Regions from separate parts of the Anser cygnoides genome. Here region 1 is linked to region 2. The links are chromatin contacts, called in public Hi-C maps. All regions are on one chromosome and are shown on one strand. The core of a region is the stretch at or near the end of the contact, and the rest is flanking DNA. Distances in the headings are between cores, read along the strand shown. Region 1 overlaps WASL (WASP like actin nucleation promoting factor). Region 2 holds the start of WASL (WASP like actin nucleation promoting factor).

Evidence for each region. Hi-C and Micro-C count contacts between places; a contact is called where the count stands out from the background.
Region 1: a contact with region 2 is called in a Hi-C map of liver, with 2.9 times the contacts expected there. The contact joins the enhancer-like site here to the promoter of WASL in region 2. A contact is called at or near these places in 3 of 7 Hi-C or Micro-C datasets (all in liver).

Annotation. Positions count from the first base shown.
Region 1 is chr1:24,148,233-24,152,515 of Taihu_goose_T2T_genome, reverse strand. WASL (WASP like actin nucleation promoting factor) reads right to left here. Exons shown (of 12, transcript XM_066990609.1): 12 at 2,153-4,283. Among named protein-coding and RNA genes, the nearest start is that of LMOD2, 25 kb to the left of the region's middle. Within about 2 kb of position 2,630, at least 1 of the 3 cell types and tissues checked has open chromatin away from gene starts, as enhancers often do. A contact at or near this core is called in liver, where this site is marked.
Region 2 is chr1:24,099,529-24,104,085 of Taihu_goose_T2T_genome, reverse strand. WASL (WASP like actin nucleation promoting factor) reads right to left here and starts at 3,188. Exons shown (of 12, transcript XM_066990609.1): 1 at 2,663-3,188. The coding sequence starts at 2,782.

The sequences.
Region 1 (4,283 bases), core at 1,381-3,880, 49 kb before region 2:
AACTGATACAAGAGTGGTGTGCTTGCTCTCCAGAAGTACTCTTATTCTTACACATCTTGGGAACAGCAGGTAAGTTTCAGTAATCTATTCTGTACGGATTAGGGTGTTAATTGTATACCAGCATCCAGTAAAAATGAGGTGGGGGCTGAGGAAAAGACACAAGCTTCTGAGCAGTCTGTGTACCCTGAGCATCCAGGATAGCCCCACCTCACAACAGAGGGCTCCAAATCCAGCTCAGCTGCTCTGGTAGTTGCCTGGTTTTTGGCATCAACATTTGGAAGAGCCAACTGCTGATTCTGAGTGCCTGCCGATGGCATTTAAGCAAATACTTTGTGTCTGATATATGATACAAGCATTGTATTTCTTATTCTCAAGCTTTAAACTCCAGATTCTATTGTGTCCCCCAGCTGGGGCATACAAAAACATAACATTGGTTATTGCTTTTTTAGAACTTCCTCTGTTTTTTATAGCTTCTGAAGCTTTTTCTCAGAAAACCTTACACAGCACCAATCCTGAAGTAGAAAGTATAAAATTCATACTGCTTGAATAACAAAACTCAGAAGAGACAATTAACATTCAGGGAGGGAAAAACACAAACAAAATAATGGCTTAAGAAGTTTGCTCCGAAAAGACCCTAAAAACTTTTCAGAGCACTAGCAAAACAGACTAACTGTGTTTGTCAGTACTAATAGATAGAACACAATAAATGCAAAATATCAAGATTCTCCATTGCAAGTACACATTAAGCTGTTTAAAGCTGGGCAATTCCACCAGGCATTACCCAAAACCACACTAGAATAAAAACTTGAATAACTGATATATCACTATTCTGGCTCATCTGAGCAGGTTGCTCTGCAAATACTGTAAAATCCAGCACAAAATAAAATTTATCAAAAAAAAAACTATTTATATTTCAATAGCAATGCAATGATTCTATTTCTCTCTTCAACACGTTCACCCTTTTAAACCAGTCATTTCAAACTCATGTTTTATTTCTTCAAGCAAAAAATAGATGTGCTGTAATAGTTTGTAGATATGAAGTCTCCCCTGTAACTGTGCAGACACACTCACGCTTTTGAACACCACCTTAGAGAACAGGGCTGGGCTGGTGTCACCCATAACCAATCTCAAACCTGCACAGCTTCTGTTCCAAAATTCACATTGCCCTGTCCCTTTTTTGCTCAGAAGAAAACTTCAAGCAGCAAACAAATACAGAGCAACAGGCGTCCTTACTGCTGTGCTAGAGGATAGCTCTGGCCCTTGAGAGAGGTTTAGTATCTTCTAAGCTTCCCTAACCCATTTACACTTTTCTATAAATAAAGCTGCTTATCACTGTCCTTGAGCTTCAGGAGCTTTAATTAGACCAGGAATTCCTCTAATGATTAGATAGAGGCTGTTGCAATGGATCAGTAAGTCTTATAAACAAAAGAACATCTCCTTTTTCCTCTTTACATACATCTTACTTGGGAAAGTAACCACCGACAAATAAAAAAAAAAGAAAGAAAAAGCTCTTTTCAAACATATTTTTTAAGCTTCTGTTCATGGAGCAGAGAGAACTTCATATTAATCAGCACACCCTCTAAGCAACAATTTCAACTTTGCCTTCCACTTACGGCCTACACATCAGAGCAGTAATAAGCTTCAGAAGAAAGTACACACTAGATAAAAATTCAAAATGCCAGACTCTTCGTGTGCTTTAGAGGAAACCAGGCTGAAGCGTCCCAAGCCCAAGCACTGCAGCATACAAGACAAGGATCTACATCTGTAAAAACCTCCTAAGTCGCAGCATTCATTGCGAAGAGTTAACTCGTTAGTATTCATTCTGGATTAACGAAGCCTTGTTTGTTTGACCTTGAAATGTTGCCGTATTATTGCACTTGCCTGCAGCAGTAGCTGTTTCCAGAGAAGCTGCTGAGCAGCTGTCAGATGTGCCAGGAGCACGGGGTGTCACATTCTTACTCATTGTGTTTATTCACTAGCACAATCCAACTTTCCAGACATCAAAACTGCTGTGATTTGACAGTCGCTATTTACTGCTTTGTGAACTTGGCTAGGCAACCAAAACGACTTTTGAAGCGTGTAAGCAAGATGTACATCTATTTTAAAAGCTGCGCCACAATTAGCACTTAAAAACCACACAGTTTTACACTAGTTGGGTCAAATTAATTTTATTATGCTCCATGATGAATTGCCACCAGTGCAACATCCTATTCACTGTACATTTCAAAAATTCACATACTAAAAATTTCAGTTTGATAAATGGAAAACTGAATGATTGAGAAGTTCTTACGGATTTCATACGTACAAGTGGCTAGCTGATATTGTCTATGCACATAGAGTGTTGAAATACAAAAGCCTCATGCTAGTTTGTTAATTGCTAAGGCTATCTGGACAGTCATTTAACCAGAATATACGAGAGGCCTTCATTACAATGTTTAGCAACAATGCACCATTATCATGAAATGCTATCTTCTGCTCGTAGTGCAAGTGGCGGAGTGCTGAAGCATGCAGTTATGACTAACTTAACTGCCGTTGCAGTCTTTATGCCCGAAATTTGTCATGTACATACACTATTTTAAAGTAAATATTAACCTGGACACCACAGAATATGAGTGTATTTTCTGCATGAAGTAAAAGGAAACGAAAAACCAGAAGCTTTCTTTGGCCAGTATCTACAAATTAAAGTTTTACTCAATAACGTAACTTCAGAGCTCTCAAAACCTGGAACAGAAATTTGATTAATGAACTGTGATGCTTAATTATTAACTATATTACAGAAACTCCAACTCTGGGAACATAACAGCTAAACATATCTAGTAAGTAGCATGTTAGGAAAACCTCTAGGCCTCATCTGCTTAATTTCAAAATGCCCTATATGCAATAAAAAAGAGGGAGCAGTACCAGAACTTATATGAAAGTCATACAAATATTTTCCTTCTACACGAGTTCTTAACTCCGCTGCCATTAGCTACCCCTGGCTGCACTTGCACTTGATCCAATGCTCAAGCCATTACAGCAGCAAAGCTCGTAGGAAGTGTTTCCAGCAGCAGAGTGCAATAAGAGTTACCGCAAGGAAATTACATCACTTGGAAATAGTTTTTCCTAGTGTTATGTGCTTAAATTACTCTCGGAAGGAAGTAGCATCCTCTGAAAAATTTAACTACAACCTTACCCCTCCCACTACTTTTCAGCAACTTTCCTTTCTTCTCACATAACTAAATTAATTTGCTAAAGACTAGGTTATAACTGGGTTAGAAATCCAAGCCGTATCATGCAGGTCCAGCCTGTCAAGATCAGGTCATCGCTGGGTTTCAGTCGATACAATTCCGATAACTTAAATTGAGTTTGATACCTTGACTACAGTCCATGGCCCAGGACACTATGCATTAACTATGCTCCAAATATGACTGACTTAACTAAACATTCTGTGTCAGATAGCGTTTTTAGAAAGATTTTCTACCTGAAAATTACAGTAAGTACAGTAATTTATGCTGCAGATATTAAATACCTGCACAGCACAGATTAGTATTTTGTAATAGGCAGATATGCCAAGGTTTACTGCACTATAAAGTACAACATATAAACGTGTGAGCTGTGAAATGAGAATTCCATTTTCTGTCCACTTATTCAAAGAGTACTCTTGTGAATAGGGTTCTTGATCTTCATCACAACCCTTGGTCTTAAAGCCAACGTATGAGAACAGAATATTGCCATAAAGTTCAGTATGTAGTCAAACTGTACATTGTGAGTTAATGGCTTTCCAACTTTTTGGATGTAGGATTGGTGCTTTAGCATTTGTTATGTACCATAACGCAAAGACTGCAAAGTAATCCCACTTATGTTTACTTTATTAGTACACCAATGCCCTACAAATTTTAAAAAAAAAGTAATTAAACATTATTGAAGCAAGCATTAAACGCAGCCCTTCAGCCTGAAAACCACATAAAAATGATTTAAAAAATAAATCAAACTGTAGCAATTGCCAGTCTCCAGTATAGCCCCCAGTAATTTACATTTCTTCATTCTGAAAGACAAGAGTTGGAAAAAAATAGGACTGAACTGGTCTGCATCAAATATGCCTTTATCACTTACAACGTAAAGCCACCCTGTTTGACCTCAGATAGAGAGTTCCCTAATTATAGTATTCAATTACTACTGCCGTTCGATAGCAGTCAGTATTGCTACAGTTAGGGCAAGGTAATCTTCACAACTAGCTGTGCATTTCCGTTGTGATTTTGTTTTACGTAAAGCATACTGCTAAGATTTGAACTGCAATGTTGTGA
Region 2 (4,557 bases), core at 1,939-4,438:
CTTAAAATGCCATTGAAATTATGTCAATGCTGAAGATCAGAGGTTGCGAGTACTCGATCAATATTAAGCTACTTAATTTCCATAGAACAAAAATTGGCTAGTGGAATCCTCTGTTATTTCAGTGTAGCTGCCTTGTAAACAAATGCGCAGTCACAGGAAAGACTGCTGAAATAAATCAGCTCTGCGGTGCCAGACGCTTTCTTAACCAAGACCCTCAGGACTGATACCAGCACTATGCCCTCCGCAAGAGCACTACAAGTTATTACTACAAAAAGAGTACCTAGGTTTGCAGTTGAATATTTCACCAGTTCCTTTTGCATTCGCTTCCCTAGTCACGTAAAAAGAAGGTTAGGTAAAACCTAACCTGACGTGATGTTGACATGGCAGGCACACATCACATCCAGCAGCAAACCCATGCCCTAACCTGACAGAAAGGCCACCTGTAGCAGTCAGCTCAACTTGTATGAAAGCCAGCTTGCAGCACCCCGTGAAACTTGCAAGATTTTCCTTTCCTAAAAAGCATCGTTTATTGCCTGAAGTATCACCAATGAATAATTCAAATGTGGATATTAAGAGATCAAATATCACGCATATTACAGCAAAAGGGCATTCACCAGCACAGCGTGCTGCCACTGAGTTACAGTTGAGCCAGAAGGTCAATAGTTTTGGGCACACCATCAGGCTCTGACGAGCATTTTGGACCCAAATCGGACAGCTGAGGTAGTTACCATCCATCCCCAGATGCCTGCTCCACTCCTCATGGAGGCTGCAGTCCCTGAGACAGAGATGTTTAATCTGTTCAGGAATTAGTTTCCAAACTGCCACCGTTTTTGGCTCAGCCTAAAAATTCATATTTAGTGTCTCTAGAACTCTGACAGTCTTCTGGACTTGAGCACTCAATTATACGGCAGAGACCCTCCACTACAGTCAGACAAGCCTAAGCTTAGCCTGGAGATCATATAGGGCAGGGGGAAAAGGGGAAGGGAATGGGCCACAATTGGGAAATCCTCAACTGGAAAGTCATCCAAAATTCAGCGTAAGCCACAAGAATGCATGATTTCAAAAAAACATGAAGAAGTGAGTTATGTCTACAAAGCTATGAACCTGCCACAGATCGCATCACCCAGATACTACAGAGATATTTACCTCCAAAGTCTGCCTTACATGTTATTTATGCAGAGAAGTTGAGAACTTGAGTAGGTGAGTGTTACAGCCGAGCGTAACAAAGTGTTCACTTGGCAAGAAAAATCTGAATTGAAGGAAAACAAATTTAAACACACAAATTCATCCACTATTTTTTAATTTGGAAAAGTTTTACTTTTATTTTTTTTTGCCAAAGAGCTAAACATGTGAAACGCGTGCCTGAAAATATTTCAATGAAAAATTTCTTACAAATGTATTACTTCACATAGAAAGGTCTCCTCTTTACATGTTTTGTAATCACACCTTCCGACCAATTTTAACCTAATTGCTGTGACAGCATCTCCAATTTAACTTACCCCAACGTAAATATCACGTACTTCCTGTTCGGTCACTACATCTCACACTTCCCTCGCAAGAGACGGGCTGATCAACAATACCGTTTCAAAGTCCAGAGGTATGTGGCAGCACTGCGATGGCACCGATACCCCGCTCCGAGCCACAACTTAAAGCCCATGAAACATTCCCCATGGCACCGCAGAGAGAGGCGAGCTGCCTGACAGCAGCACTCTCGTGCCGGGCACAAAGCATCACAGGACACCAGGTACCCCTTTGAAATGGCTTCCAAGTGGTCGTTTGGACAAGAGGGGCAGGTTTTGTTTAATTTTTTCAGAAATACAGTGGTTTGTTTTTCTCAAAGAACTGTATTTTTTTTAAAAAGACAACTGACTTTTGAAGCTATCAAGTGGTTGCTTTGTGTTAAAAAATAGACTAATGGAGATTTACCTTAGTATACAAGAAGGTATTTGAAAATGAAGAACTTCAAAACTGACTTTTGAAGCTGTCAAGTGGCTGTTGTTTGCTAAATACAGATGAGCAGTTTTACACTAACATACGAGAAGATATTCTGAAGATGAAGAACTTAAAAGCTGACTTTTGAAGCTATGTGGGGGTGTTTTCTTTTTAAATACGGATAAATATAAGTTTAAAATAAACATACGAGGAGGTATTCTGAAAATGAGGAACCTAAAAGCTGACTTCTGAAGCTATCAAGTGGCTTTTTTTTTTTTTTAAACACAGATGGGTACAGCTTTACATTAACATACAAGAAGGTACTCTGAAAACGAAGAGCTTACTGATATACTCGGGAACACCTTTGCTACACGGCTTGTCCTTCTAACCAGCGTCCTGCCCGCCCCTCCGAGCGGCTCTGTGCTCTCCCCCAAGCAGACCCTGGAGGATGCCGCGCCGGGGCCCCCCCAGCCCAGCCGAGGCAGGCCTAGCACCGACCCGGGCCTTGCCGCGGCTCCTCCCGGCCTGGCGGGGCGGCCAAACTTCCCCAGCCGGCTCTGCCCGCTTCCCTCCCGGGGGCAGCGGCCGAGCCCCCCGGCCCGCTCCGTCCCCCCCGCCCCGAGCTCCGGGGCCACCCGCACCGCCCGGGCACGGTGGGCACCGGGCAGGGGGAGCCGCCGGCACAGCCCCCCCCCCCCCCGCCCCGGTCCCCTCCGGGGCCGGGACTCACCACGCATTTCTTGCCGAGGAAGCCGAAGAGGCTGTCGTTCTCCTGCGGGGTGAGCAGCAGGGAGCCCACGTTGGTGACCCGCCGCGGCTGCGGGGGCTGCTGCTGCGGGGCGCCGCTCATGGCCGGGGCCGGCCCGGCGGCGCTGCCCTCCCTCGCCGCCCTGCAACCGCTGGCGCTCTCGGCCCCTTCCTCCTCCTCCTCCTCCTCCTCGTCCTCGTCCAGCCGCCGCCTCACGGCAGCCGCATGGCGGAGCCTCCCGCTAGGGGCCGGGGGGACGGAGGGAGGGAGGGCGGCGGGCAGCCCGGCCGATGGCCGCCCGCCCCGGGCGCCGGGCTAAACTTCCAACTTCGGCCCGGCTCCGGCGGCCGCACGATCCAACATGGCAGCGGGGGCGGGCGAGACCACAGCAGGCGGAGGGGAGGCCGGCGAGAGACGGAGCGAGAGCGCCGCCGCCTTTTCCCTTCTTCCTTCCCTCCCTTTCCCTTCCGCTCCCGCCCCGTCGCGGCCTCGCCTCGCCAAGGGCCTCTCCCCGGCGCCCTCCCCCTAAATACCTGCCGGGAGGAGGAGGAGGAGGAGGAGGAAAGACGAGGAGAAGAGGAAGGAGCGGGCACAGCGCTTTTATAAGCGGGGCTTAGCGCCGCCGGTGCCGGGGTGGGGGCAGGCAGAGCGCGGCTGGAGCCCGGCACCGAGCTCCTGTCAGGTTTTTAAGTCAAAAGCCATTCAATGAGTAACTCCAGAACCCTTTTTTGACCTTTTCTCTTTGAAAGAAGAACGTTTCCTTGAATAATTTCACCGTGCAAATTACCGAGTGGATGGTGTTATTCTGCGTTGCGTAGGGTGGGCGGTTTATGCGGTGCAGAAGCAGTTCCCTCGGCACGGTCACCCAGGCAGGGAGCAGCGGGTGTCAGAGCCGGTACCCCGCCTGGCACAGCCTTCTACAGCTGGAGGTGAAATAACTAAAAATTGTAGCGGGTATTTTGAGCTCTCTGAGGGGCCAGCTGCAGAGGACACCTCCTATATACAGTCAGTACACTTTGTCAGCCGGATTTCCCATCCCCGATGCTTCTCTCCACATGACAGTAGCAGAGATGGAGGCCGAAGGCCTTTCGGAGCTTGGAGAGCCTTGGCACAGCTGCCGTATGCTCAGTCTGACTTCCAGCTGCACAGAAGAAATACTTGTGAAGACAAAGGTGAAAAAGAGATGGCTAGGTGAGCACCTTCCTAGTCTTCTCGGTGTTTTTAAGTGGCGTATATGTCAGCTTCACCTCCTCTGATCAATTCATTGCCCATCTGGAAGATGCTAAAGCAATTCCCCCGTGATGTTTTACTTTGTATTAAAGGGAAGAACCGATGAAGCACAGGAGGAAAGGAGCTAGGGGAGCGCAGGAGGAAAATCTGTGAACACAAATCTTACATGAAGCTGTGCTGAGTTCTCTTCCTATCTTCCAAAAGATTGGGCAAGAACAGATGGCGACCCCTTCTGCTCTGCTTACAGGCCCTTTTCACTGTACTTAAAAGAGCCTGTAGCTGTGTCCGAAAACATACGGAAGACAGAACATAGTGGGAAATCCTGAACTTTCAGCATAAAAAGAATTTAAAATACATGCGTACAGGACTCCTCAGTGTGCAGATCTCACAGAAGTGGCTTGGGTCTTTGCTATAAAGGAACAGCAAACAGTAGGAACCAGTTCTTTCAAAGTATTTTTCAGCAGTCATAGGTACTTCAGCTTTCATTCCTTTCTTGTGTAAGTATGTGCATATTTTAGTGGAAGGGGAAATATTTTAGCTAAAGAATATTGGCAGCATTCCGTTTGTTGAAAATGTATGTAAAGAGATAAAACACATGGAAGCACTTTACAAGGCACTTCTTTTTTCTTTCTTTCCTTTTTTCACAA